Regions from separate parts of the Mus musculus genome. Here all the other regions are linked to region 6. A link is a contact called in public Hi-C and promoter capture Hi-C data. All regions are on one chromosome and are shown on one strand. The core of a region is the stretch at or near the end of the contact, and the rest is flanking DNA. Distances in the headings are between cores, read along the strand shown.

Region 1 (3,166 bases), core at 302-2,801, 740 kb before region 6:
CCAAATTAAAAGGCTGGCATTAGAATTCAAGCACAGGTGATGCAAGACAAGTGGAGTTCTGCAGCTCCATGGCCAAACTGACTACCCTGAACACAGAGCCCAGGTCCAACAGACGCTGTCTCAAACACAAGGGAGATGATGCACAGGTTAGGATGCTTGCCACCCAAGCCTAGCATCTTTATCTTACTCCCAGAGCCTCCATAAGGGCCATTTCTCACTATTGTCCTCTGATCATCATATATGGCATGGCTCACCCACCCCAATAATAAGAATTTGGGGTTTTTTGTTTTGTTTTGTTTTTGTTTGTTTGTTTGTTTTGTTTTTTCGAGACAGGGTTTCTCTGTAAAGGGTTTCTCACTTTGTAGACCAGGCTGGCCTCGAACTCAGAAATCTGCCTGTCTCTGCCTCCCCGGTGCTGGGATTAAAGGTGTGAGCCATCACACTCGGCAGAATTTGCTAAAGGTAGACACTTCTGTTTCTCTCAGGTTAACATTTAGTGCATAGTTGTTTACAAACTCTGAGGGGTTCTAACTTGAACTTCTTATTTTTATGTATATCTTTGGGGCTCCCCCCCTTAATTTAGATGGGAGGGTAATGTGGTTATAATCCAATAAACATTTTTAATAATAACAACAACAACAAAAATATTTTTGTCTACTCTGGCCTTCTAAAGCTTTTCTGCTTGTAAGCTTCGTCCTTGTTTGACTCATTGAAAATCCTCACTAAAGTTTGTCAATTTCCTGTCTTCACCAAGCAAGGACACAGGTGAAAAAATTTGATAATTATATTAACAGAACCTTCAAAGTCCTATATAATATTGTACTCCCTCCCAGAATTTTTACTGTGTAGACCGACTAGCCTCAATTACAGAAATCCACCTGCCACGGTCTTTCCAGTGCTAGAATAAGGGCATGTGTGTCCAAATCAACAATTGGCCCCTAAGGGATTCTCCTTTTTTTTTTTTTTTTTTTCTTTTGAAGAGTCTTCTCTTGTTGCCTAAGCTGGCCTACAAAACACGGCAATCCTCTTTCACCTTCCCAAATGCTGGGATTACAGACGTGACCCACGTATCCGGATGAAACACTTTACACTTCTAGCTTTTTATTTTTTATTTGTTTTTTCTTTTTTGTTTTTTCAAAACAGGGTTTCTCTGCGTAGCCCTGGCTGTCCTGAAACTCACTCTGTAAACCAGGCTGTCCTCGAACTCAGAAATCCGCCTGCCTCTGCTTCTTACTGGGATTAAAGGGGTGCACCATCATTTTCGGCCACACTTCTAGCTTTAAACAGTATGCACCAACAGTCTCTCCTAAAATGTAATAAATAAAATCTTTAATCCGAACCTTCCTGGACCTTACCAAAACCAAAAGAAACAACTGTCAGACAGGAGGACCTTCCAGTTCTTGAGCGGTTGAAGACGAGAAAATTGCCTTAGGAAAGCGCACAAATTTCAAGCTAGCCCTTTAAGCGATCAGCGCTCAGCCGCCCTCCAATTACCCACAATCCTCTGTTATGTACTTCCGGTTCCTCTACCTCTGCCGGAAGTTGTTTCTGTCAGTTGCGCAGCTGTGTCCAGCACAGCCTGTGGGACGCGGCGTTCTGCTCCTTGCTCTTCGTTGTTGGGATTGAGTCCGTTTTGGAGAGTCTCCGCGGCAGCCGTCACCATGTCGGTCCCAAGCGCACTCATGAAGCAGCCGCCCATCCAGTCTACGGCTGGGGCCGTCCCAGTTCGAAACGAGAAAGGTACGGGCTCCCCTCCCCTCCGGTTGGCTCTGAACTCTTTCATCCTGAGTATCTCTCAAACCTGCCTTACGCCGACCATGCCAGCTCGGCTGGCCCTTAAAACCTAGCTGCAGTTTCTTCCTGCGTCCCGCCTAAAGTCACAGGTGGCGTAGAGAAAGGGGATAGCGGGATCCACTTGCATCTACCTGATCGATTTAGTGAGGAGATCTCTCTCGAAATATGAAGTAAAGGAGGCTGGAGAGGCAGATCAGCGGTTGAGAGGACGTACTGCTGTACCACAGGGCGCAAGTTCAATTGCCAGCAGTCACTTCAGGTGACTCAACAACAACCTGGGACCCCAAGTCTAGGGAGATCTGACACCTCTGGCTTCTGCCAGTACCTACGCTTGTGCACATATCCACACATAGCATCCTTACAAATGATGATAATAATAATGCTGCATAGATGGCTCAACCGTTAAAGGCCAGGCTCACAGGCAGAACAGTAACAAAAATCAAAATATAAGAAGAAAGTGGGGCTGGCGAGATGGCTCAGTGGTTAAGAGCACCGACTGCTCTTCCCAAGGTCCTGAGTTCAAATTCCAGCAACCACATGGTGGCTCACAACCATCCATAACGAAATCTAATGCCCTCTTCTGGAGTGTCTGAAGACGGCTACAGTGTACTTACATATAATAAATAAATAAAATCTTTAAAAAAAAAAAGAAGAAAGTGAGCTAGAGGCCTATGTTGTGTGTTTCTTTTCACTGTAATTGTTTTGTTTGTTTATTTTTAAGTGTATGAATGCTTTGCTTCCATGCATGGATATGCACCATGTGGGTGCAGTACCCACAGAGGCCAGAGGAGGGCCTGGAGTATCAGACTGTAACAGACTGCCATGCAGATGCTGGAAAATTGATCCAGGACCTCTGTATGAGCAGCAGAGCCTCTTAGCTGCTGAGCCACCTCTTGAGCTCCACCCTGTTTGTGTTATAGAAGAGATCTCCCGATTCAGCACAAGAGCTGGAGGAAAAGGTAGAAGCTGGCTAGTCAGAACGTTAAGTTAGGTCGTAAAGGCTGCCACAGCACCGCAGAGAGAGAAGCTAGGAAGAGAGCTGCCCTTACTGTGCCTGAGGTCAGACCCCGAGCATCCACATAGACACCTTGTGGGGAGAAGAGACGAGTTAGGAACTTTAGGCTTGATGGCTGGGCTAATAATAGCTGAAACAGCAAGCAACAGGTTCAGTGAAAGAACCTGTCTCAAGAAAGTTGTACAAAACAAAGAGAAAAAAAAAAAAGAAAGTTGTAGAAAACACATAAGTGTGGGCATATGCATTTAAGCAGTCAGTAGGCAGAGGCAGACAGCTCTGTGAGTTTCAAACCAGCTTGGTCCTTGCCAGCCAGGTCTGCATAAAGAGACCCTGCCTCTGAAAAATGAACATAAAAAA
Region 2 (2,899 bases), core at 324-2,823, 830 kb after region 6:
GTTAACAAGCTTTTAGTTGCCTATGGGTTACTAAGTAGAACCTGAAAAACTAACCTTTACTGCAGAAATGGACAGCAAATTTGAAATAAATATGCCAATGCACCCAGGGAATGAAATTTCAGGTCTTTCACTTGTGTTGCAGTTAAGTGGACACAACTTACTACCTATGTATAAAAAAATAAAACAGCCTCCAGTTACTCGCTTTTCAGCTAGCCACAAACATGAAAAAAATGTCGCAAAGAAAACTCTTCCAGGGTAGAGTCCCAAGGATCACGTGCAGCCAGGCGGAACCCTGTGTTCCTAAGGCTGTTCAGCCGCTTTCGGTTACCTTGGAGACTACACAACTAGTCACCCCGCCAGCCCATTTCCCAGCAGTCCTCTCGCTACTCTCCTGCACCTTAACTGCAGCAGCGTCGTGCGCAAAAAGCCAGCAAGACAGGCAGAGTTGACCAAGCACTTGGACACGCAAGCTTGGCAAGCTCAACAACACCCACAGACTGAGCATAAGTGAGCCCTAACTTCTCAAGATCCACGTGTCGGCTTCGGCGACGCGAACAAGAGTGGGTCTCCCTCAGACGGAGATTTTTCCCGTTCTACTAATCAAGCCACTCTTCAGGCACTCTTCACCCATGCCTGCTACCATCCTTTTGCCAGAGAAAAAGAGACATTCTTGGGGAACGAAAGAGAAGGCTAATGCCCTTGCGCACCTTACACTCGACTCAAAGACGTACTTGAAAATTCAACAGAAACGGGAAGTCCTATGGACAGAAAACCAGTCAGGTTACCCCAGAAAGAGAAAAAGGAACCACCACCTGTTCCCTACCTGTTTTCTCCGCCTTCGAATTAGCACTTACAAATCACAGCTCCTTTGTTTACAAAGTTCTCACTCTCATTCAACTCACTCATCGCCCCCTCATTAAATTCGGGGCCTTGCCTCAATTTGACCCGAAATTACACGCTAGGAAATGTTTGAATAGGTGTCAAAACACTGCATCCAGTTCCTTGGAGAAACAGACATTGGTTGTTTCCCTCGGAGAGTTGAAACTCAGAGAGCTGAACTCTTAAAACCTGTGCTTATTCCATCGATAACCAGGCTAGAAATCGTCACGCGGAACGTGCCATGCTGTTCAACACCCCACGCACGCGAGGGCAGGGCCGTGCCGTAGGCACTTCTCACCCCGCCCGCCTCGTGGTCTCGGTCTCCGGCGTCGATGTTCCTAGTTAGTTCTCCGAGCGACACGGAAGTGAGGTCGGGGAGGCGTGCGAGATGACATGCGCAACTCGCTCAAGGGACCAAAGGCTGCACAGCGTAAGGCCCAGCCAGGCCCAGGCGTGCGAAGCTCTCTCTGCGGAACGCTGGGCAAGCCGTTCAAATACACAAGTGGTTTAAACTCAAAAAAACTCCAATCGGGCCACTATTGAAGCGACGCCCTCCACCCAGGCCCGAGAGTTACCGTGCGGGGCGTGGCCGGCCTCACCCCGAGTCCTTCACATCCCTCTAGGGGAGGGTTATTCTGAAGGGTTCGCACACCGTGTGTCCGCTTCAGCTGAAGAGCCTGCGCACGCACCGGATGTCCACGTCACTGCGCACGCGCTCCTACCAGCTTGGAGCCGACCGCGCAGGCGCATAGGGAGGCGCGAGCAGCACCTCTTTGCCCCTCCCCCAACATCAGGAGGCCAAACAGCCCGGAGCAGCGTCAGGACCCTTGGGTTCCGCCCACGGAGCCGAAGCCGTAGCCTTTTCGCATTTTAGTAATCCAGAAAGAACTTATGAAGCTTCCAGAATCAGGAAAGGAGAGACAGGAGAGAGGTACACAATACGCTCAATCCTGTATTCGAAGCCTTCGTGAAAATTCTGAAACCACTGCCCTCCAGGCCTTTCCCAACAAGACTCTTCAGCCTTTCCCAGAGACTTCTCACCGGCCCCGCCCCTGCCGTACCCAGCCCCACCCACATGAAGCTTCATAGACCTCCTGGCTTCGCAAATCCTTCAAAAAAAAAAAAAAAAAAAAAAAAAAAACGGAGGACCTCCTGTACAAAGTGCTATGGGGTTGGAAAGTACCAGAACACTGGAAAAGCTTGAAGCAAACACCACGAAAGAAGAGTAAGCAATTTTCCAATATTCGCCAACAAAGAACACTAGGAAAATTCGAGAAAGCCTTGTTGAGCGCAGAGAATGGAAGTTTATGCCTATATTCTCAACACTGAGGCTGAAGCAGGATTGCTGCGAGTTCGAGGCTAACCTGAATTCTATAGTGAGTTCACGTTCCAGAGTAGGCTAGGCTGCCAAGACACCGTGCTGGAATGAAAAGCAAAGCAAAGAAAGGTTCTATAAAGGAAAAAGAGCTGCCACTAAATTGCCTGATACCAAGATGAAAGATGTCTTAAAAAGAAATGGTCAAGAATATTTTTGTTGTTGTTGTTGCTTCTTCAAGACAATGAAGCTTAAAAATGTAAAGAAAACATTAACCAACAATGTATATTTTTGTTGTTGTTGTTGCTTCTTCAAGACAATGAAGCTTAAAAATGTAAAGAAAACATTAACCAACAAGTATGTCAGACAATTGCCAAACTAAGTCAGAGAGCAATAATTCTCAACCAAACATCAAAAATTTTAGGTTTTTTTCTCTACCATTTACTACTTTCATGCTGCTAACCTACCAGTAAATGTTTAAAGTGAAAAGGAGTAATTACGAAATAATTAAGTAGAAAACATAAAATGCAGTCCATATTCCCAAACTTTTCACTCTCAAGAGATAATAGAAAAACTTATTTTGTGCTAAGTGACAATACAAACACTTTGAAGGAAACCAAGAATGTAAGGATGGAGCCAAGAGGAAGGACAAGGATAGCCAACAGGGTTGATCTGACTTGCTTCGTTTCACTTAGCTATTTATTC
Region 3 (3,026 bases), core at 1-2,500, 970 kb after region 6:
AACCCACAAGACCATTATTTGTGCAGTGCTAATGACCCTGGTGGGATTTTAGCCTCCTGGGTGGTTTATACCCATGGATTAGAAATTAGGAACCTTGAGGGGAGAGGCTGGGGGTGGGGCGCTGAACAAATAAATTAATTAAAAAAAAGAAATTTGCACTCTTCTACAGATAGCTGAGATCCTTTGCAAAAGATTTATTCTGGTAGGAAGATTTTGTTTTTGTTTTGAGGGGACTCATAGCAATCCTGCTGCTTCAGCCTTCCAAGTGCAGGAATTACAGGCATGAGCCACCATGCCTGGCTTAACATTAGCATTTTGAACAAAAGATAAAGGACACAATACACAAAACTATCCTTCCATGTGATTTTGCAGTTGGTGGCCTGTGGCTGAGCCACTCTGCATTGCCTGGGAATGCTAGCACTTGAATCTTCTGACATCTTTTTTTTTTTTTTTCTCTTTCAGAGACAGGGTTTCTCTGTGTACCCCTGGCTGTCTTGGCACTCACTTTGTAGACCAGGCTGGCCTCGAACTCAGAAATCTGCCTCTGCCTCCCAAGTGCTGGGATCATAGGCATGCGCCACCACCACCCGGCTTCTGACATCTTTTTAACATATCTATTAGCTTTTTGAGAGGAAGTCTCATGTAAGTCCAGGCTGGCATCCAGTTTGAAAGCAGAAGATAACACTGAACTTGGGGTCCCATCTCCACTTGGCAGGTGCTGGGTTACAAATGTGAGCAACACTGTCCACATTTTTCAACACCTTATCCAGTCATGGCAGTAAGAAATTGTCCACAGGAACAGTGTGCAACAAACTCAGAAAGTCATGATTCTGAGGTACTGGGATGTCCTGCCTCATGGTCAGAAAGGGACACAGCAATGGCAAGCAATAATGCCTTATGGGGGACAGTTTAGTCGCCATCACCCAGGAGGCAGAGGCAGGTGGATTTTTGGAGGCTCTACATACTTCCCATGTGTGATCATGCACTTAAACTAACACTGACACCAATAAAGCCATTCACTATTGATGCTATCCTGAGACCCACAAAAGCTACTGCCATGTACTAGGTGCTGTCCAGCCTATCACAAAGGTATAATGTAGAGTCAACTTTTTCTCCTACCAGGAACTCACTAGTTTGTTGGTGTGCCATAGGTGGGGACTAGAGCCCTTCAGCTCAGCAAGGCTCCTCCCAGAAGCCTGGGGACCTCGCTGTCCTCATGCTCCGCCTTTTCCTTCTATTTCCCGGGTCTGACGTGAGTGTATACAGGCCAGTTGGAAGTCGGCAGGGTAGTGGTGATAGCTCTGAGACTGCTGACACGCCTATAAACTGCAGCTAGGGAATCGAGTTCTCAACCATCATCCTTTGCTGGAACCAAGGGATTGGGCGATGGGCTGCTCCCACCGGCTGCTGCTGTGGCTGGGAGCTGCTGGTAAGTGCTGTTTGGTGGTCAGGGTACCAGCCAACCAGAGACAACTAGATTTGGGGCTGCATTAGCAACAGACCAGGTCTCAATGGTTCCTTCTAAGGTGGCCTTGTGCTTTTAGAGTACAGCAAGAAAGGTGCGGAGCACGTCCGAATCTAAGAATCAGATGGGGCCTTGGCACTACTTGGGAGGAAGCTAGAGAGAGGAGAGGTGGTGGGGTGCTGTACAACAGAGAGCGGTGCAGCCCCCAAGTCACTCCATGAGAGCTCTGGAATGATATATGTAGACATATATGTATATATATATATATATATATATGTATATATATATATATGTATATATGTAGATATATGTATATGTCATGATATATGTAGACACCTTGCAAGGCTTGGGAAACCCGGTTGGGTGGTAGGTGTCTAGCTTCAGCCTCTGTATGCACCAGCTGGGCGGCATTCGGGGTGTGGCTGGAAGCAGGGTACTGCTGAGTGGCTATCCATCTCTTATGTCTCCCCTGTCACATTCTGCATCATCTAACCCTTCTTCCTGTCACCTTTCAGGAACTATTCTTTGCTCCAACTCGGAGTTCCAGACACCTTTTCTAACACCTTCGCTTTTGCCGGTGCTGGTACTCAATTCCCAGGAGCAGAAAGTCACCCCCACACCCAGTAAATTGGAGCCAGCTTCCCTCCCAAATCCTCTAGGTGAGTTTCAGGCTCCTCCCTTTTCTTGGTTCACCATCTCCAGATCCCTAGGCCTGGAGAGGAACTTTTTCCTTCTCCCTTTGTACCTAGGCACACGGGGGCCTTGGGTGTTTAACACCTGTGGCGCCAGCGGCAGGAGCGGACCCACACAAACACAGTGCGATGGGGCATACACAGGAAGCAGCGTGATGGTGACAGTGGGGGCTGCCGGGCCGCTCAAAGGCGTGCAGCTGTGGCGGGTGCCAGACACAGGCCAGTATCTGTAAGTGCCCAGCAGGAAGAGGGTGGCAATCACCTCTTAGGCTGAGGTTCTACAGACCAGGGAAGTTATCTTAAAACATTCCGCAGAGAAGTCTAGTGTCAGTCACTTCGATTGTCTGTCCTCCTCCTAAGTTAACCATCGTCAGGACGGCCGCCCAATCAACGGTGGCTGAAGATGGGGCTGGATGATTCCAGCCATCTCCGTTAACGCTCTTGAAATACTCGTGGAACCCAACCCAAAACTCGGTTCTTCCCCATCCCTTCACAGTCCATCTAAGTCCCTTAGGAAGAAGCTTTCCGGCCACGGGTTCCCGACCTTGAGCCGCCGCCTGGTCCAGGACCGAGGCGCCTAGGACTGAGACGCGGACCGGTGCTCTCTCCTCCTGCAGGATCTCCGCCTACGGAGCGGCGGGCGGCAAGGGCGCCCAAAACCACCTGTCACGGGCGCACGGCATCTTCCTCTCAGCAGTCTTCTTCCTCCGTCGCGGGGAGCCGGTGTACATCCTTGTGGGGCAGCAGGGCCAGGACGCCTGTCCCGGAGTAAGCGGGGCGAGTGGGACAGGGGCGCCCGGTCCGAGAGCTGGGGGAGGAGAGAGTCCCTGGTCACGCAGCATTTCACCTTGGTGCCACCCAGGGGAGCC
Region 4 (2,865 bases), core at 87-2,586, 760 kb after region 6:
TTGCTGGGAATTGAACTCAGGACCTCTGGTAGAGCAGCCAATGCTCTTAACCACTGAGCCATCGCTCTAGCCCAGCAACTTAAGTATCTTAAAGAGATAAACCATTTTACATTTATTTCTTCCCCTGCATATGTGCATGCACATGTGGAGATCAGAGAACTACTTCCAGGAGTTGGTTTACTCCTTCCACCATGTGGGTCCGAGGAATCAAAATCAGATCAGGCTTGTTGGCAAAGGTCTCTACCAGTCCAATCTTGCCAGCCCAATCTTCTACATCTTTGAACATGACAGGGTATCACTATGTAGCCCTGGCTCCCCCTGGAAATTGTTATATAGACCAGGCTGAACTTGCCTCTGACTCCCTAGTGCTGGGATTACAGGCATGCATCACTAAGCTTGTCAAAAAATTGTTTTGCTCTCTTAGATGAAGTGTATTAGTATATTCTTTCTGTTGTACAGTCTGGCATTATAACCCCAACTGTTACACTAATACATTAGTCACAGCTAGGTCCTTTACAGAATATGTGATCTCACTGTACTCTTCTAAGAAGAGAAACTGAGTCATAAAATGTCAACTTGTTTCCCAAGCACACACTTAGTTTAAACTGAGGCCCTGTTAAACCCAGTTTGCCTTCCTATGCCCTTCTTCAAGCCATGGCTGCGTCTCAGCATGCCCACCCACGCCTGCTGTTCTTCCAACTTCAAATCAGGTCGTCAAAGATAAGCGTATATGATCTTTTAAAGCCAACAGAGAAATTTCATTCTTCCACCCCCTTCCTGCCCCTCAAGAAAGAGAAAGGTAAAAAAAAGGAACGAAGTGCAGGAGAGGACAGAGTAGGTAAGAGGTGGCTCCCAACAGGACTCACCTTGGAGCTGAGGTCCTCTCTCCGGTTTCCTGCTTTACTTCTGCGTAATTTGATGGATGGAGACCTCAGCAAGTTCTTGATACGGCTAGTAATGGTTGACCCTTCTCCAGCCATCATAACGAGGAGCCCCTAAGGACAGTCCCTGGCCTAGCCTTTGGACTTGTCTCAACAGCGGTACTGCCTTCTCGTTCAACACAGCCTTCGGATATGCACTTTCACTGGCCTGAGATGGCAGAAGCAACCTTATCATCACAGTAGGTGTCTTCTGCTTGTCACCAACTCTTACTCTGGGCATTGCCCTGCGCTTTCCCACTCCCCATCCCCACCCTAGCCTGCTAGATTTTTTTTTACAAGGGGAGGACGACCCCTGGAGTGAAGAAATGTCAGGCCCACACCTGCCAGAGGCGTTTAACTGAAGAATCGGATGAACTAGTGACCAGTCGGGCGCCGGTTACAGCCCAAGTGTTCCCATGGTAACTGAGGTGTCCAAGGGAGGAGGCCTCCGAAGCCACTGGGCAAGGGGCCGAAGCACCGAGCTGGCCGCCGGGCTCACGCTGGCCCGAGCCGATGCGAGAAGCTCCCTCCCGCACCCGAGTCTTGGGAGCTCCGTTTTAGCCCCCCACACCCACTGCCTACTTCAGAAACCCTACTACTCGTCAGCGCCCCCGTTCGCTGGGGCCCAGCTCACAGCGCCCTCCGGCATCGCGATCGACGGCTTCAGCTCTGCTGCCGCAGCCGCAGCAGTAGCTATGGTGGCACCAGCGGCTCAAAACGCGAACTAGAGCCTGGGCCGAGCTGCGCTGGGAGGGCGGGGCCTAGTAAAGGGGGTGCGGTCTGTGGCAGATTGGTTCCCGATTGGACGACTGATGCCTATGGGGGCGGAACCAAGGAATGAACCAAGAACGCAGAGGTCTCGGATTCTGCACAGTATAATTGTGGGTACCGCTCCTAAAGGAAGGTCAATGTAATATTGCTTTAGAATTGAGAGAACCTGGCCTTTTACGGTATTATCAGGCATGGTCCTCTTAGAGAACTTTGATAACCACGCCTCCAGGCCTAAGATTGATATTTGGTGGGCCTAGGAGATTACGGCTGAAATTTAATTCCTAACTCATAAAAAAAAAAAAAAAAAAAAAAAAAAAGGAGGGGGGGGGTTTGGGATGCTGCCAAAAGAACTCCTTTCCATTCCAAGTGCTGGGATTTAACGCAGTTGGAATCGTTTCTGATTCCGGCCAGCCTAACACAATGACTCACGCAGAGTAACTCAATTTACACACTTTTGAACTTAATCTATCAGTGATGGAAGACTCAAGCCTCAAAATAGAGCCTTAGGGTAGGTTGTGAACTGAAAAGGCACCCATGATATAATCCATCATTTCCTTAGCTGCCAACGTCCTTATAGCATTTAACAAGAAATACTGTTAACAGCATTAACAGTATTTTTGCTACTCCAGATCTTTTCTGTCTTTTCAAAAATTGCAAACACCCCTAGGGCTGACACCGATGTCAAAGTTTGCTGCTATCAGGTTTTGTTTGTTTTGTTTTGTTCTAGCTCATGGAGATAGGGGAAATACCACATACTCATGCTTCATAGATTTGTAAGTTGGCTAGAATTTTTCATCTAGCTACTACTTCAAGAAATTACCTTGGGGGTTGGGGAGCGCTGGACAGATGGATTGGTGATTAAGAGCGCTGGCTTCTTTTCATAAGACTCAGGTTTAATTTACCAGCACCCTTATGGCATATCACAACAGTTCCCAGGGATTTGTCTCCCTCTTTTGGCCTCCATCATAGGCACCAAGCAAAACACCCAAACACATAATTTCTTTAAATAAAATAAAACTGCCTTCTGAAAAGGCTAGCTTAAGCCAAAAGGCCTGTACCCAACTAGAACAGTACACTGACATGTCCCCCATTCCAGACCGTAGGAACTGCTGAGGAAAATGGTAGTTAGAGGGAAGGATCCTTAAAAAATGGTTTAGTGGCCGGGCGGTGGTGG
Region 5 (2,987 bases), core at 130-2,629, 720 kb before region 6:
AGAGGAACAGAGCTAAGGGTCAAAAGGCAATCAATCAGTCTCCATATGGCTGTTGCCCAAGGGGTCAGAAGTCTGGCCGCTCAGGCCCAAGGCTCTCTATTCTGTACTAAGTACCACACCCCAACAACACTAGTGAGAAAGTCGGGAAGAGGGAGGAGAGACAAGCAGCAAGGAGGGTCAAAAGTACTGGGCTGTCAAAACAACTACACTTGATATGTGAAGCCCCTGCCCTTGCCCTTAAGGTCAGAACTAAGGCCCGCAGAAATCAGCCTGCGGACAGGGACCCGCCCCAGTCCCTTCCTGTATGGCTGTGACCTAACAATTTAGAGTGGGGAGGAAATAAAACCCTAGAGGAAGCAATGCACTCTGCCCCTCACATCTAACCTAGACTTGGACCCTGCAATAGCTCTCTCTCCTGGTACACCCCTTTCTCTAACCCAGGTCTCCCCGTCCAGTCCCGGCCCGACCCTTCCTTTTCCCTCCCTGGGGCTACCTCTGCTTGCGGGCGGCAGCAGAAAGCCCATCATCTCGGCGCTTTCCCTTAACCGAGTCGCTCTGCTTCTTCATGTTCTTCTGGCGGGCGAGCTCTCGCTGGTTACCGCCTAAGAAGAAGAGAAGGTACAAAGTGAGACGCCGGAGCCGCTCCACGTACACACCAGCGCCCCTCCTCCCCGCAACTGGGACCCCGACCGTCCCCCCAACCCCCGCCGCAGCGCCGACCCCATCGCGGGGCTTCGGCTGCCCGGGGTAGGTTAACTTGGGGGTGCGGGAGGACGGTGCGGTCGAGACTGCTGGCGGCGCGCGTCAAGTTTGAGGCGGCGCGGGGGCCCAGACAGCTGCTGCGGTGTGTGGGACGCGCCGGGGCCTCACGGGCACGCGCCGGGGCCCACCACTCAGGGAACCCGGCTTCCCCAGCGCGGAAAGCCGGCGGCGGCCCGCGCCCAACACAGGGGTCTCCGCAAGTGGCGGCGTGCAGAGGGCTGCGCTTCCGGCTGGGCGGGAGGCAGCTGGAGAGCGCTCCCTAAAGACCCTTCCGCCCGCCGGGGAAGCCGAGGGGACGCACACGCCGGCACCCGGGCGCGCGGGGAGCGAGAGCAGAAAGAAAAGGGAGAGAGGAAAAGGTCCCAGCACTCACGGGTCATGGCGACGGCAGCGGCTCCAACCTGCCTCCGTTGCGTCCCCCTCGTTCGGGCCGACGTTGCAGGCCCCGCCCCCTTCGCGCGACGCCACCAAGTCGTCTTCTTCCTCCCGCCCCTTCACGCCCGGGCGCCCGCTTTCATTGGGCAGGGGGAAACACGTGGAGTGCGGTGCCACGCGCCAGTCCCGGAGGGCGAAGAGCGGAGCTCGGCGGGCGGAGCGCTGGCACGGGGCGGGGCTTCCCCGGAGCGCTGGGTCCCAGCCTGTAGAAACTAGGCCGGGTCACGTGGCCGGGGGGTGGAGGGGTGCGGCTGGCGATGTGGCGCTCCGACGGGGCCGGGCACGTGACTAGGCAAAGTGACCTCATGTGGGACAGTTTAGGGTACTGACTGACAAAGTCGCCCCGAAGGAACGCGGGGGAGGGGCGGGGCGGGGACGGGACGGGGTGAGGGCGGGATTTCCTAGGTCGTTCATCCGGTTATGTGCTATCAGTTCTCTGGAGCTAAACTTAGTGCGGTTCCCCGGTCTCCGAGCCTCTTGGCCGAACACTTGCCACAGTTGTCTGAAAACATACGCAGACAATTAGGAAACCCCTTTCCACTTTCCTCGCCCCTAAGCGCAGCCAGTTTTAGTGTGTCATAAAGTGATCCTGCAATCATTTCCCAAGAGCTTGAGTCCAGAGCTCCTGCATGCACATCTCCACTACTGAACTGGACTTAAGACTGCCCACAGAAACTTTGAATGTGCCTTGGGGGTGACGAAGCATACCCGAATCTGACTGTGGAGTTACTTCAGGAACCGAGATTAGGGAATGCTCCTATTTTATTAGTTTGCATCTCTCTCTTTCTCTCTCTCTCTCTCTCTCTCTCTCTCTCTCTCTCTCTCTCTCTCTCTGTCTCTGTCTCTCTGTCTCCTCTCTCCTCCTCTCTCCTCTCTCTCGACCGTGCCTACATTGTATCATTTCCCCTAAACCTTACATTTGGTTTGTAAGAGAAATCAGGCTGGTAACTAAATCTTTATTTTCGGTTGCTGAATCACAGATGCGCGCGCCCCCTGTAGAAAAGATTAGTTAAGCCTTCTCTCCCTTCCCAGGTCCAAGACAACAGGAATTCTGCTAAACTATCATGAAATAACCCCAACATGAACCAGAACAGTAGGATGCGTTTCCTGCTGACCAGAGGCACTTTATCCTGTCCAGTACCTTCACTAAGCAGCTGAATTCAGAGACTTCACTCCACTCTTTCACCAGAGTCGCCTAAGACTACTGAAAAACACAGATATTTACACTACGATTTATAATAGAAAAATTACAGTTTAAAAATAATTCTAGCCGGGCGGTGGTGGCGCACGCCTTTAATCCCAGCACTTGGCGGATTTCTGAGTTCGAGGCCAGCCTGGTCTACAGAGTGAGTTCCAGGACAGCTAGGGCTACACAGCTGTTGTCTCGAAAAACAAAAACAAAAAATAATTCTATGGTTGGGGGTCACCACTACATAAGGAACTTTATTAAGGGGTCGCAGGACTGGATCCATGAACTCTCATAAAATGGTAGGTATGGTGGTGTGTTATCTGTAATCCTACTACTCCCATAGTGAGAAGAGAGGTAGAGATGGGAGAATTTTCTGGAAGTTCAAGGACCAGTGAGCCTGGAATACAAAGCAAAAGCAATCCAACAGAAACAATGACAGACCCTGCCTCAGAAAGATAATAAAAGACAGTGGTGGCACACGCCTTTAATCCCAGCACTCCGGAGGCAGAGGCAGGCGGATTTCTGAGTTCCAGGACAGCCAGGGCTATGCAGAGAAACCCTGTCTCAGGACAGCCAAGGCTATGCAGAGAAACCCTGTCTC
Region 6 (2,786 bases), core at 59-2,558:
GCATGCAAACTTTAGTGCTATTTGTGTGATGGTTTGGATTTCAAAAAGTGAAAACTATTTCCTAAACTACTAAAGTGTTACAGAAGTGACAGACAACCAAGAGAAGGCCATTTTGGCTAACTTAGACGCTAGGTGAACACCAGGGTTCAGGGGTCTGACGTGCGTGTTCAAGCTGACTTTGATATTCTTCTGTCTCTGCCTGCCAAGCACTGGGATTGCAAGCATCCACTAAATCCAGCACAGAATTAAGTTTTCAAAACTCCCTTTTCTTCTCCTTGGCAGTATGCTAGAGGGATTCCTGCTCCATCTACTGCCTATCACCAAGTGGTCTTCCTTTGAATGAGAGGAACACAGGGCCAATACACTGCTACTTTGTTTTGGAGGAAACTATAGATCCTATATCTTGATTTTTTTTTCTTTCCTTTTACTAAGGAGTATCATCCGAAAGCCTATTATATTTTTCAAAATAAGGGACCTGACAGGAAGTGTAGCCAGAGGGTTAACCAGCCAGTGTGTGTGGAGGAGGGTCGGGGGAGTGTGTCTAGGAATGCCATACTCTTCCAGAAGCTAATCATGAATCCTGACCTCTCAAGTAAAAGAAGTTGAGATATTCCCCTGCTGTAAACTCTTTAATACAATACGTAAGGGATTCAATACAAGTCTGATGGACATTTGATGATTTTATAACATGCCTCAGCATGAACTCTGTCCTCAATTGTCAGTTGATGAAAAAGTTGGCCAATGGTAAAGAGTCAGCCTTTTGAGTAAAAGAGGGGAAGGGGTGGGGAGCTAAGTAGGCCGGGCGCACCCCTTTAATCCCAGCACTCCGGAAGCAAAGGCAAGATAATCTATGAGGTCGAAGTCAGCCTGGTCTACAGAGTGGCCAGGCTATACAGAGAAATCATGTCTCAGAAAAAACAAAAAGGTCAAAACACAAGGTTACTCACTTTATTTTGGTTGAGGAGGGAGTGACTCAAAAAGCTCTACAGTCATGGTCTAAGGCTGTGCTTATGACAGGTGTCTGGTCTCATAGGCTGGTCTCTTAGAGTTGGTCACTTTTCCTGTCTGGTCCCTCTTTCAGACCCGGGTCTCCTCAGGCAGTTCATCTTATCACATTGCTCCAGGGGCCAGGAAATCAGAGAAAGGCGCCTCGCCGCCCTGCAGGCCTGGCTGGCTGGGCAGATCTTCCCGGGCCGCCAGAGCCCCACCCCTCAAGGACCCGCCCCGTCGTCCAACGGTCGATCCCGGTCGCCGGCTCCGCCCCTCCCGGCTGCCCGTGGCGCGAGTGCGCCTGCTCAGTAGCCTCAGAGCGCCTGCACAGGGATGGCGGCCGTTTTAGAGTCGCTGCTGCGCGAAGAGGTGCCGGTCGCAGCCGCCGTGCGGTGGATCGCGCGCAGCACCCCGAGTTCGGAGGTAACAGTGCGGACACGCCCTCAAGCCTGCCTGGAATGTGCTTCCCGCGGGGGATGATGCTTCAGTCCCTTCTCCCAGCCTGCCCTGCCTGACGGCCCGCGCCAAGGGCGCTCGCTCCTCTGCGCGCCGCTGCCGGGCCGCCCACCCTGCGGCCTCAGCCGCTGACGGCCCGCGCTGTCAGCTGACGCTCTCGCCCCGCGACCTCTGCTTCTTCCTCAGGATAGCTCCGAGGTGGCCGCTCTGAGCGCACTTCGGCCTCTGCGGAAGGAATTCGTGCCGTTCCTGCTGAACTTCCTGAGGGAGCAGAGCAGCCGGGTCCTCCCGCAGGGCCCCTCAACCCCCGCCAAGACCCCAGTCGCCTCGGCAGCCTTGCCAGCGAGGCAGGGGGCCCCGGCACGGGGTGGCCGTGGGGCGCGCAGCCAGCTTTTCCCTGCAGCCGAGCCCCTCAGCGCCGCCGCCGAGGCACCTCTGGCCCGCCGTGCGGGCCGCAGGCGGGGTCCGGGACCGGGGCCGTCCCGCGAACGAGGCGGTCGGGGCTCCGGGGCCGCGGAGGAGGGGGCGAGTGGCGAGAGCCCGCCTTGGGCCGGAGGCCGGAAGCCTAAGGGCTCAGGCAGCCCTGGCAGCCCCAGACTGTCGCTCTCTGATCCGCCAAACCTCAGCAACTTGGAGGAGTTCCCTCCCGTAGGCACCGTTCCTCCGGGCTCTGCAGGGTGAGAATCGGTCCTTATTGCAAGATGTTCGCTAAAGCCGAGCTTGGTGCCCCACAGTAGAGTGCGCGATGGTTAGAAGGTTGAGGGTGAAGAAACCACAATGGGGGAGGGTTTAAAAGGGGCCCAACTGTTATGGATGGAATGATGCTTGAAGATAGAAAATTGGAAAAAAACAAAAAACTGTGACTACTCTCAGCAGAACGAAGCCTTCTCGAAGGATCAACCCAACTCCGGTGAGCGAAGAGCGGTCACTGTCCAAGCCCAAGACCTGCTTCACCTCACCCCCAATCAGCTGTGTCCCCAGTTCCCAACCCTCAACCCTGGACACTAGCCCTTGGGGCCTTGGCCTTCCCCCAGGGTGCAGAAGTCTGCAAGAGGAGCGGGAGATGCTCAGGAAGGCGCGGTATGGCTTTGCCGCCACCTGGGATGTCAACTTCCTCCTTATGCGGGACTTGCAGGGATTTTTCCTGAACTTGATTTCTCCCTTCGGGATTCTGGGTTTGCTTCTTGGGCTGTTGATGTCTTCTCTGGCAGAACCTGAATGTGAATGTCGCTGGTAAAGCCAGGCTGATTAATCATGACATCTCCTCCTGTTCACATAGCACCAAGCAACTCCAGCAGTCACCTACCCCAGCCTCTCCCATCCCAGAATCGGGGTCTCCG
Region 7 (3,006 bases), core at 258-2,757, 930 kb after region 6:
CCTGGCAGCCGCCTGCTCTATTAATACCTGAATGTGTGCTGGGGCGGGTGCTAGGAAGACGGGAGGCAGAAGGGAGGGGTGGGGCCCTAAGCAGAAGCCCCAAGACCCCGGAGCTACTGTGGCATCAACAGGGCCCACTTATTAAAATCTTACCCTCTTCAGGCAAGGGTAGACACACACAAACACACGCCCACACACACACACCCTCCTGGCATGTATTAAACAGATGGGCAGGTGAAGAATCTGCATAAAGGAAATCCAGACCTGTTCTTTCTGCTCCTTACTGTGTAACCCTAGGTAAATTCCTGGGCTCTCTGAGCATCTGATACGCACCTCGGAGCCTGCATATACTTTCCACTCTTTAGCTTCCTTTCCTTTCAAGGCTAATGTGGCAAAGAACTCAGTTTTTAAGAAATGCTTGTTGGATGGCTGCTGCCGGGGGAGGGGGGGGGCGCCTGTCTCTCTACCCTTCCCACTCACCCTCACAGGACAAGGAGACATAGCTTCACACCCCTCTGCACCCTGATGTGTGCGTGTGAACTTGAAGGCAAAGGTGCTGCCCTCCTGCCTCGGGGAAATGCCTCTGTGGCTGTGTGGCAACGTAAAGCTAATCTTCACAAGAAGCAGTAACCTTCACCCAACCCAAGCTACTCAACATTCGGGTTTCCGGGAGCGCCAAGGGCCACAGGAACTAGAGTACGGGCAGAGGTATTTTAGAATCCAGCACCTTCACAACCCTGGGTGCTCAAACCCAGATCCTGTAGTTTCAAAGTGGGACCTCGGGGGTGTGCGGAAGGCAGAATGGGTCCTTAGGACTGGGGAAAAGGGAGCAGACTACTAGGAACATAGAGGCGGGAAAATACAGTCCTAAGCACCCCCGACTGCCCACACCCCCCACTCCCTTCCTTTGCACCCAGCCAGCCCCGGGCGCGAGAAAGTTGGGGGCGGGGGCCGCGGCCGGAGGTCTGGCAGCCAACACCCGCTGCGTCCTAGTCTCGGCCTTCCAGCCCCGGCCACCGACCCCAACCTCTGGCCGGCCCAGGCCCGGGTCTCGCCCGCTGCCGTCCCCGGGCTGCGCCCCTCAGTCGTGCGGCTCAGCAGCCCCCCGCTTCCCGCCGCCTCCCGGGCCACCCCTACCTGCGGCCGCAGACCCGGGGAGCAGCAGAGAAGCCAGTCCCGCCAGCAGCAGCGGCCGGAGCCCCGGCCACCCCATGCTCCGCCTCAGCGCCATCGGCGGCGACGCCGCACCATGCCGGGCCCGGCCCGCGAGCGCAGAGAGGAGGGTGGCGGAGGAGGGGCGGGAGGCCCGCGGGAGGGGCGGGGGGCGGCGCTCGGCCCGGGCGTCCCGGACCCGCGGCCGCCTAGAGCCGCGGCCACCGCCGTCAGCAGCGAGGAGTCCCCGGGGCTGCGGCTGGGCCACCGCGCTCCTTCCACAGCCGCCGCCGCCGCCGCCGCTGATTCATGTTCTTCTGCGAGCCGCCGCCTCCTCCCGGCCCGCCCGCCCGCCCTCCGCGGAGCTCGTGCCGCCCTCCCCCTCCCCCGCGCAGCCCCGGTGGCGAGAGCCGAGCGCTAACCTCAGCCCTTACCGCCCGACCTCCCGCCCACCTCCAGAAGGCGCAGCGGGACCCGCGCCCTGGCCACTCCGCTGCCGCTGCGGAGGACCTGCCTCGCTCCCTGGACAGGCACCCGGCCACGCCCCTCCTTCCCCAAATACTTTCCAGTCTCCAGCGGGGCACCCCATCCTCTCCTCAGAACCCCTCTTGGAAGCTCCTGCCACACCCCAACACTGTTCTAAATCCTGACCTCAGACTCCGACACAGCCCTCTCAGAACACAAAGCACCTACTAGACACAGCAACCCTCAGGTGTCCCCAAGACGGCTGGAACAGCTCCCCGAGAAACTACTAGCATCCCTGTACCTCTTTGCTTGAGCTTTTCACCCAGTTTTTTTTTTCTTTTTCGATCTTTGTAGCCTACCTTTAATCGCCAAGTATTCTCCTATCGAAAGACCATTCTCCCCAGCCCATCTTCCCAGAGTGTTTTCCAGTTTGTCGTCCATCTAGAGTTTTCCAAGATCTGTTTCGTAATTCTTAGGTGTCCATCCCCACTGCTAGCCTACGAAGGCCAAAGCAAAATCACCGTGATTTTCGAGGGTATCATTCTTCTTTCTTGCTTCCTCTTTCCACCCCTCCACTTCTGGGACATAGTGTGAACATTGGCATTGTCTTCATACTAGCTAGTGAAACATCTGCTATTATTAGTAGACCACCTTGCGCACAGTAGGCACTCCATAAATAAATAGGCAGATCCTTGTTAAAAGAATGAATAATTGCCTGCTCCACAACCAGTAATCACTGGAGGTGGCCTGCCCACAGACATCCTGTCAGGAAGATGCAGAGCTGGTTCCAAATCGCACCTGCCAAGTCCTCCTCTTGTCCTCACCTCTTCTTGGCCCCTGGAGGACAACCCACAACAGGCGCTTTCCAGGGGTCCTGGATGGGGAGAAAGAACTAGCCAGTGAGACGTCCCATACTCACTGGATCTTTCCAGGGATTCTCCTGAGCAGCAGGAGCCTCCCTCTTCCTCCACTTGGCCCACCAGTGCTTGTTTATTAATTATCTTAATGATAACAGCAGTGCTGGCGGCAGCCGCAGACCCAGCTGGGGGCGCCCCCAGGCGGCAGGATAGGAAGACTCTTGGCAAGTCTGGTCAACAGTTGGATCGGAGGGGCCTGACTTCCTGCTGAGCGCTCTGCCAATTTTCTTGGGAACTCTAGGATGGCTCCAGGACGCTTTCCTGAAGGGGGAAAAAAGAAAAGAAAAGCACACAAGCTTGCTCTTTTCCAGAGCTTTGGAATTTTGAGTGTCAGACAGTCTGGAACGGAAGCCAGAACTGTTCTACGCTGTCTCCAGTAAAGGGGACCCTTCTCTTTATTTCAATTAACCTGGCACAGAGTATTCCCGGAAGATGTTCAATCTAGAGACCAAACACAGCTTCTACTTCCTGT

Evidence for each region. Promoter capture Hi-C pulls out the DNA fragments that hold promoters and counts their contacts. Hi-C and Micro-C count contacts between places; a contact is called where the count stands out from the background.
Region 1: a contact with region 6 is called in a promoter capture Hi-C map of liver, with 3 times the contacts expected there. The contact joins the promoter of Mfap1b here to the promoter of Cdan1 in region 6. A contact is called at or near these places in 2 of 39 promoter capture datasets (both in liver).
Region 2: a Hi-C map of erythroblasts shows a contact between it and region 6, with 5 times the contacts expected there. The contact joins the promoter of Mga here to the promoter of Cdan1 in region 6. A contact is called at or near these places in 1 of 39 promoter capture datasets (pre-B cells), 1 of 484 Hi-C or Micro-C datasets (erythroblasts), 1 of 115 datasets of contacts at active chromatin or transcription factors (memory CD8 T cells) and 1 of 9 other capture datasets (liver).
Region 3: a promoter capture Hi-C map of liver shows a contact between it and region 6, with 5 times the contacts expected there. The contact joins the promoter of Ltk here to the promoter of Cdan1 in region 6. A contact is called at or near these places in 4 of 39 promoter capture datasets (hippocampal neurons, liver and pre-B cells), 1 of 115 datasets of contacts at active chromatin or transcription factors (embryonic forebrain) and 2 of 9 other capture datasets (adipose tissue and liver).
Region 4: a contact with region 6 is called in a promoter capture Hi-C map of liver, with 5 times the contacts expected there. The contact joins the promoter of Mapkbp1 here to the promoter of Cdan1 in region 6. A contact is called at or near these places in 4 of 39 promoter capture datasets (hippocampal neurons, liver and pre-B cells), 1 of 115 datasets of contacts at active chromatin or transcription factors (astrocytes) and 1 of 9 other capture datasets (adipose tissue).
Region 5: a promoter capture Hi-C map of fetal liver shows a contact between it and region 6, with 6 times the contacts expected there. The contact joins the promoter of Serf2 here to the promoter of Cdan1 in region 6. A contact is called at or near these places in 6 of 39 promoter capture datasets (the C10 cell line, fetal liver, hippocampal neurons and 2 more), 4 of 115 datasets of contacts at active chromatin or transcription factors (embryonic stem cells, memory CD8 T cells, pancreatic cancer cells and 1 more) and 1 of 9 other capture datasets (liver).
Region 7: a contact with region 6 is called in a promoter capture Hi-C map of liver, with 5 times the contacts expected there. The contact joins the promoter of Tyro3 here to the promoter of Cdan1 in region 6. A contact is called at or near these places in 2 of 39 promoter capture datasets (both in liver), 1 of 115 datasets of contacts at active chromatin or transcription factors (astrocytes) and 1 of 9 other capture datasets (liver).

Annotation. Positions count from the first base shown.
Region 1 is chr2:121,472,408-121,475,573 of GRCm38.p6, reverse strand. It overlaps Mfap1b (microfibrillar-associated protein 1B), which reads left to right and starts at 1,551. Exons shown (of 7, transcript NM_001081975.3): 1 at 1,551-1,740. The coding sequence starts at 1,662. It also overlaps the pseudogene Gm14018.
Region 2 is chr2:119,895,902-119,898,800 of GRCm38.p6, reverse strand. It overlaps Mga (MAX gene associated), which reads right to left and starts at 1,573. Exons shown (of 24, transcript NM_013720.2): 1 at 1,455-1,573.
Region 3 is chr2:119,758,655-119,761,680 of GRCm38.p6, reverse strand. Ltk (leukocyte tyrosine kinase) reads left to right here and starts at 1,250. Exons shown (of 20, transcript NM_203345.2): 1 at 1,250-1,429; 2 at 1,981-2,124; 3 at 2,215-2,386; 4 at 2,775-2,925; 5 at 3,020-3,026. The coding sequence starts at 1,387.
Region 4 is chr2:119,971,170-119,974,034 of GRCm38.p6, reverse strand. It overlaps Mapkbp1 (mitogen-activated protein kinase binding protein 1), which reads right to left and starts at 1,336. Exons shown (of 30, transcript NM_011941.3): 1 at 867-1,336. The coding sequence starts at 983.
Region 5 is chr2:121,447,590-121,450,576 of GRCm38.p6, reverse strand. It overlaps Serf2 (small EDRK-rich factor 2), which reads right to left and starts at 1,379. Exons shown (of 3, transcript NM_011354.3): 1 at 1,136-1,379; 2 at 494-602. The coding sequence starts at 1,142.
Region 6 is chr2:120,730,039-120,732,824 of GRCm38.p6, reverse strand. Cdan1 (congenital dyserythropoietic anemia, type I (human)) reads left to right here and starts at 1,308. Exons shown (of 28, transcript NM_026891.2): 1 at 1,308-1,413; 2 at 1,633-2,123; 3 at 2,320-2,526; 4 at 2,726-2,786. The coding sequence starts at 1,324. It overlaps Ttbk2 (tau tubulin kinase 2), which reads left to right. Exons shown (of 16, transcript NM_001024856.2): 16 at 1-9.
Region 7 is chr2:119,798,015-119,801,020 of GRCm38.p6, reverse strand. Tyro3 (TYRO3 protein tyrosine kinase 3) reads right to left here and starts at 1,507. Exons shown (of 19, transcript NM_019392.2): 1 at 1,138-1,507. The coding sequence starts at 1,231.